Regions from separate parts of the Rattus norvegicus genome. Here region 2 is linked to region 1. The links are chromatin contacts, called in public Hi-C maps. All regions are on one chromosome and are shown on one strand. The core of a region is the stretch at or near the end of the contact, and the rest is flanking DNA. Distances in the headings are between cores, read along the strand shown.

Region 1 (3,781 bases), core at 752-3,251:
ACAGGCGGAAATAGGGAAGGGTCCATTTTCTGTTCAGACCCTTCCATGCCAGTGTCTGGCAACACCAAACCCTGTCCATAGAAGTAACCAATCCCACCAAGTAGGCCACTGAGGGCAACCTGACCCAGAGCCTGCTCCTCAGGGCTCAGGCCCTTCTCCTTTAGCTGGAAGGTCCTCTCAAAACGCTCCTTGAATGCTGCAGCATGGCTCTCCAGGGCCCGGGTCAGTTGGCCACCTACCAGCTGCTCAGAGGCTTGGTCTCTTCCTGTCCTGGCACTGCCAGATTCAAACACAAACTCCACAGAGAAAGGGGCTTTCAGTGTCACCTGCTGGACCAAGAACTGCCCTTGCCCACTAGGGCCTCTCTCTTCCCACTTAAGAGATCCAGGCAAGCCAAGGTATCGTTCCGGAGAGGCTCCTGGGGGCCGGTGATGAAACCAGCTGTTTAGGTGGCTCTTTACCATGTCTGTGAGCAGAGGCAGCCCTGGGTTGGAGGACCAGAAGACATTGTAGCTTGGAGGCAAGAAGACAAATAAGGAATGTTATTTATGAAAGGGATGTCTTACCAGTCCCAGTGGTTGGAAAGGTGCGGAGGGAGGGGTCCTAGAGACCAGGCTAAGTCAATATCCCAAGCACCCCTGCACCAATCCTCCAGTTACCTGCCATGCTTAGGGACAGTGTCTCCTGGAGTGGTTGGTGGCAGAAGTGTGAGGCGGAAGTCACCAAGTTCACTGGTGTGCCCACTGATGAACTTCAACTGTCCTTTGGCTCCAACCTCTGGTAGTAGGACCTCTTGCCCATCTGTTACCACGTAGAAGAACAGGGACACCAAAGGGAAGGAAGGTGTACCTGAGGCCTAGGTGACCAAGGAACACAACAAAGCATCAGAAAAACATCCTTTTGAGAATCAGTTTTAGCAGGAATTACAAGAACTGTGGCAAACATACATCTGTCAATACTGAGGATAAGCAGACCCACCCAGTGGACTGCGTCTGAACAGGGTTCCTCTGGAAAATGACGGATGTTTTAGAATTACACATGGATTGTTTCATTTAATCTTTTTTTTTTCTTTTTTCTGTTTTTCGGAGCTGGGGACCAAACCCAGGGCCTTGTGCTCGCTAGGCAAGCACTCTACCGCTGAGCTAAATCCCCAACCCGTTTCATTTAATCTTTTGAGTTAGGTGTCACTGTTTTACAAACAAGGAAATAGCAGAGATTGTCAGCCAGCCTAGTGTCACTGCTGTCAACCTCCATTACATACTGCATTTGCTGCTGGGAGGGGAGGATGGGGGACATCTGGGCTGAGCAAAGATCCTAGTGTCCTGACCTGAGGCTCTACGGTCACTCTCCAGCTCCAATCCCCTCCGTGATGACCCCCAGATCTCTTGACGAACTCAGTGGTGAGCCTTAAGGCCCCATCATAGATATGTTGCCGACCAAAGGAGAGTCCATCATGGAACTCCCAGCCATAGGGACCCACGCCGTCTCCTTGTTCGCATGTGTGCCTGAGCTTAGGAGGGGTCCCCGGGGTGGCGCCTTGCTGCGCCCACATCAGTCCTGGGAAGTAGAATGGCCACGTAAGTTAATATATACTGTATTAACTCTGCGAAGACTGTTGAGTCCTCCCCACTCACCCGCCCCAGGGTTACCCGTGAGCAGTGGTTTGGGGCTGCGAGTCTTCATGCCGAAATAGACGTGTGGGCGATAGGTACCCCAGAAGAGTTCCGGGGCCACGGCAGGACTGGAGGAGTCCGGCGGTAGCGCTGACGGAGCGGGGTGCAGTGTGAGCGCGCGGCGCACACGGAGCCACGCCAGCACCCAGCGCCCCGACAGGCCGAAGGCCAGCGCCAAAACCACCACGGCCAGGGCCGCGCCGCCCGCCGAGCCGCGCGCCCCGCCGGCTCTGCCATCCCGCCGGCCCGCACCCCGCGCCCTCTCCAGCGGCCGCGCCCCCTCTGCGGCCGCAGCGCGCCGTCGCCTCTCGCCCCGGGCCATGCGGGCAGCCAGCACGCGCACCGGCTGCCACCGTGCGGTCAGCGAACTGAGCCTTCGCCCCGCGCCTCCCTGAGCGCCCCGCCCCTGCCGGAAATCCCGCCCTACACGTCAGGTCCGGCCCCGAAACCCGGAAGCGCTGTGGCTGGTTGTACTCAATATTGAGTACAGGACACAATCGGTGAAATGCGTCAGTGGGTGTAAGTTCAAGGGGAAGGAGAGAGAAGCAATTGCATTCTGAGTCCCTTCTGTTTTGTTTTGTTTTGTTTTGTTTTGTTTTGTTTTGTTTTGTTTTGTTTTGTTTTGTTTTGTTTTACTACTGATCATGGCCTGGAGAGATGGCTCAGCCGTAATGGCGCTCGCTCGTAAGGCTGACGACTTAAGTTTGATCCCCGTACCCACGTCTTGGAAGGAAGAGAACAGACTTCCACAAGATGTCCTTCACCTCTGGCCTACATATAAGCATACACCATCTGACTTCCACGCTTATGCTGTAGATTGTGCGCACCTCACCTACTTTCTCTCCCTCCCCCCTCCCTCCTCCCCTTCTCCCTCCCTCCCCACCTCCCTCCATCCTGTTAAAAAAAATAACATCCAGGCGTGGTGGCTCTCAGCATTAATCCTAGTACTCAGGAGGCAGAGGCAGGAGGATCTCCGTGAATTTGAGGCCGCCCTGGGTTACACAGTGAGACCATGCTTTAAAAAAAGAAAAAAGTACGAATAAGGAATGAAGCAGGAGACATGACTTGACGGTTAACATATTTGCTGCTCTTGCCGAGGATATGAGTTCAGTTCCTAGCACCAAAATGGCATCTTACAGATACATCCGGATGATCTAAAGGCCTTTTTTGACCCTGCACTTTCGTCCATACACTTAAAAGTATTTTTCTAAAAAAATGATCATACTAAAGCCAGTTTTCCCCTCTTTGGGGGATGTGATTGTTTAGATTTTCCTCCAACTTGCTATATAAAGCCGCGTTGGTTGTATTTATATGCCCAGACTGTCCCCAAGGTTTATGATAGCCTCAGCCTCCAGGGTGTCAGAAGCTACTTGTACACATCACTGCCCAGATCTAATCTGGTAGCAGAAAATCGTGGCCTAGGAAATGTAAGTAACTGGATCCAAGCCACAGAGCTTCCCAGGGCTAGCTTATAAAACCCAAGTGTAGGGGTTGGGGATTTAGCTCAGTAGTAGAGCGCTTGCCTAGCAAGCGCAAGGCCTGGGTTCGGTCCCCAGCTCCGAAAAAAAGAAAAGAAAAAAACAAAAAAAACCCCAAAACCCAAGTGTATATGAATTAAGCTGTATCACTATTCACACCCCAACTTCCATTCTTCTTGGAGTGGACTCGCAAGGAAGCCTAGGTAGGGTCTGTTTCTTTAAGCAGTCCTATATCTTCAGACAAGTCTGCCTGTAACTTAGCCTGTAATTTTATTTATTGATTTTTACATTTAAGATAGTCTATATCCCTGACTGGCCTGGAAATTGCTGTGTAGCCAAAAAATGACTTTGAACTTCTGACCCTCCAGCCTCTGCCTTCCCAGTGCTGGGTTACAAGTACACATGCCACTATTAGTGTATTCAGTGCTAGCCAAGCTCTCTGCCAACAGCTACAGCCCAGGCTCGTTCATTCACCCACTCACTCAACTTGTTCACTTAGAGTGCCAGAAAGGAACCTGGGAACTTCTGCATGCTAGGCAGGTACTGTAGTAACACTTTTGAGAACTTTGGATTTTTGGTTTCTTTTAAAAAGTACATAGAAATGTTATAAGAATGTGCTTTCCTGGGGTT
Region 2 (3,385 bases), core at 654-3,153, 210 kb before region 1:
AGCACCCACATGGTGGCTCACAACCATCCACTACTTCAGTCCCAGGGGGTTTGATGCTCTCTCCTGGCATTCATGGGTACTAGATGCACATGGTATACACATACATACATACATACATTTAAAACATCCATGCTCATAAAGTGAAAATAAATCCTAAACTGGGCACACATCTTTAACCCCAGCACGCTGGAGGGAGAGGCAGGCAGATCTCTGGGAAGTCGGCCTGGTTTACACCATTCCAGGACAACCAGAGCTAGAGCTACATAGTGAAACTATGCCACAAAAAAACAAAACAAAACCAACTAAATAACTAAACAAATCTTTGAAAAAGACATTTATTCTTCAAATGATGCCATCAAGACAGTTAAAATAATCCTGAGGATGGAAGAAACTATTTTTAAGTCACAGATGTAATGCGACTCATATCCAAAACACAAAGAATTCTTACAACTCAAACCAAAAAGGCAGATGGACACAACCACTGCACCATATATACACATGGAAATGTCAGTCAAACCCATTGATTTGTACAATTAATGGGTGCTAACAAAATAAAAAACATCTGATTTTAAAATAGGAAGACTTTATCCACAAATGGCCTGAAAATACACACACACACATACACACACACACACACACACACACACACACACACACACACACACACAAACATTATTGATCATTGGAAGAATGTAAATCAATAAATTCCACTTCACACTCAGGCATAACAGAGGCAATTTGCCAGACGGATGTGAACTGGAGGATTTTGAAAACTCATACAGTGAGATTGGGATGTAAAATGCTTGGCAGTTCCTCAAAGGCTAACATGTGTCACTAATTCCTAGGAGATACCATCACACACACATACCCAAAAACCTGTAACCAGATGCTCACTGCAGAAGCACCAAAGGGTGGGAAAAACAGCATCAATCAGTCTAAGTTATAAAAACTTACATTTACCTCACCTGGTTGAAGAGCTATGGAGAGTCCACAGGAAGAGTCAGGTTTTTCAGGGACAAGCTCAAATAGACTACTCATAATCAAATGGTCAGCTCTACACCCAAGTGCGTTCAGACACCACTGACTGGATTCAGTAGGTAGGAGTATAATATGGGTATAATATATAGTATAGATAAGAGGACAGGGATTTGAATGAGAGATGAGGGCAGTGGAGGAATTAAAAATGAAAATACTCATCTATTAAGTTCTCAAAAAATAAGAACCTAAAAAAAAAAAACCTCATATGTGGGCTGAGATAAAAGCGCCCACCTTTAATCCCAACATCCAGGAGGCAGAGGCAAGTGGGGGTCGAGGCCAGCCTGGGCTACATAGCAAGACCTTTCCTCAAAACAAAACAAACAAACAAAACCACACACATTTAAAGCAGGCCTGTCCTGGTGGCCTAGGCTGTAATCCTGGCTCCTTAGAAAGCTGAGGCAGGAGGAGACCAGGTTCCAGCCCTACCTGGGATAAGAGAAAAGTCACATTATAAGGTGCAAAGCTCTCTTCTCAAATGTAAATCTGTGGAAAACCATTGAGAATCTGCACTTTTCCTTCTCAGCCTCGTCTGGTCAGAGGCACTGCACATTTCCTTGCCCCAGCCGTTTCCCAGGCGGCAGGCCCGGTATAGCCCAATGTCCGGCTCCGCCCTCCACTTGGCCCCTCTGCCCCGCCCCGCCGACCGACACCCGCCACGCCCCGGCCCGACCCACTTACAAGAGGAAGCTCATCCTTGCTAGCCCGAGGGGCCGTGGCCCCCGCCCCGTCAGACTCGGCGCCGCCGCGGGCACCGGGAAGCAGAGGGCGGTCCGCGGCTCAACAGGGCTGCCGAAGCTTCACGGCTTGGGTTTCGTACTGGGTTCCAGCCGCCCCGAACCAGCACAGACTGCGGAGTCCTCCGTGCTACCTCCCAACAGCTCGATGAGCAGAAATGCGGAACCAACAGGATCTCGCGAGACCGGGCTTTTTTCCCCGTCCCGCTGAGCTTCGCCCCGCCCCTTACTGAGCTCAGCCAATCAGTAGTCTGTGGGCCCTGAGCGAAATGGAGCCAGCTAGGCACTGCTGTCAACTATTCCGTGGCCGAGGGACCTCTGCCAACGCTTCTTAGTGACTGTTTTGCTATTTAGAAGGACTTTGGATCTTTCCTAAAGGAATGCTATTCCAGCCACATCGCCTGTTGATGGACACTTGGCACACACACTATACACACATTATAGACACACTATAAAACTTCTAAGAATGCTCATGTGCATGTACTGTGGGAGGATATGTTGACACCAGGTGACACTATGTTAGAATGTAGAAAAGAGGAAAAAAAAAAAAACTGTGGGAATAAATGATGGTGCAGGATGCGCAGTGGCAAAGACCTAGTATTTTTCCGCTTCAATTGATGGTGGTTTAAAACCATTTGAACATGACCTTTCACAGTAATGACATCAATTTTATTTTCTCAGCTTTTGGATTTATTTTTCTTTCTCTTCTTTTCTTTTCTTTCTTTCTTTTTATTTCTCTCTCTCTCTCTCTCTCTCTCTCTCTCTCTCTCTCTCTCTCTCTCTCTCTGGTGGTTGTTGTTCCTTTGTTAAGACAGGATCTCATGCGTTCCAGGCTAGTTTAAAGTTCACGAAGTAGCCAAGGATGACCTTAAGTTCCTGATCCTTCTGCTTCAGCCTCCCAGGTACAGGGATTACAGGCTTGAGCTACTGTACTGGCTCCTTTTAACTTTTAAAACCACTTTTTGTAAATTTGCATTTGTGTGTGTGTGTGTGTGTATGTAAGAGCAACATGTAGGAGCTGGTTCTCTTTTTATCCATGACTGGTGGGAGGAGATCTTCTTTAGTAAGCTTTTTTTATTCTTTCTTGTTTTGTCACTACCTTCTGTAGATTTGTATGTGATTTAGAGTATATGTGCCTTGATGTACTTTTTTTATTTTCTTTCTTTTTCTTTTTTTTTTTTCTCTTTCATTTTCCTGATTTTTTGAGACAGGGTCTCTAGTCCTTCTGGCCATTATGTAGATCAGGCTGGCCTTGACTCACAGAGATCTGCCTGCCTCTGCCTCTTGTCCTCATATTTATTTATTTTTTGTAAGCCTATTTTTAAATACCATATTATTAAGGTTGGAGTCTGTGTCCTTGTGTTTATCACTATGTCAGGGCAGGCCAAGCACGGTGGTACACAGCTTTAATTCCAGCCCCGGAGGCAGAGGCAGGTGTCTTTGTGAGTTCATGGCCAGCTTAGGCTACATAGCATGTTCTAGGGCAGCCGTGACTACATAGAGAGACCCTGTCAAAAAAAACTATATTATTTGTGTGTACATGTATATATGATGTGAGGGGATGGAGAGACAGCTTAATAATTAAGAGCACTTGCTGTTCCTGTATAGTACTT

Evidence for each region. Hi-C and Micro-C count contacts between places; a contact is called where the count stands out from the background.
Region 2: a contact with region 1 is called in a Hi-C map of frontal cortex, with 1.8 times the contacts expected there. The contact joins the promoter of Mob1a here to the promoter of Mogs in region 1. A contact is called at or near these places in 2 of 12 Hi-C or Micro-C datasets (frontal cortex and mammary epithelial cells).

The regions. Positions count from the first base shown.
Region 1 is chr4:117,177,555-117,181,335 of GRCr8, reverse strand. Mogs (mannosyl-oligosaccharide glucosidase) reads right to left here and starts at 2,001. Exons shown (of 4, transcript NM_031749.3): 1 at 1,650-2,001; 2 at 1,328-1,557; 3 at 660-856; 4 at 1-513. The coding sequence starts at 1,995. It also overlaps the pseudogene Rpl23-ps8.
Region 2 is chr4:117,387,796-117,391,180 of GRCr8, reverse strand. Mob1a (MOB kinase activator 1A) reads right to left here and starts at 1,903. Exons shown (of 6, transcript NM_001033891.1): 1 at 1,717-1,903. The coding sequence starts at 1,730.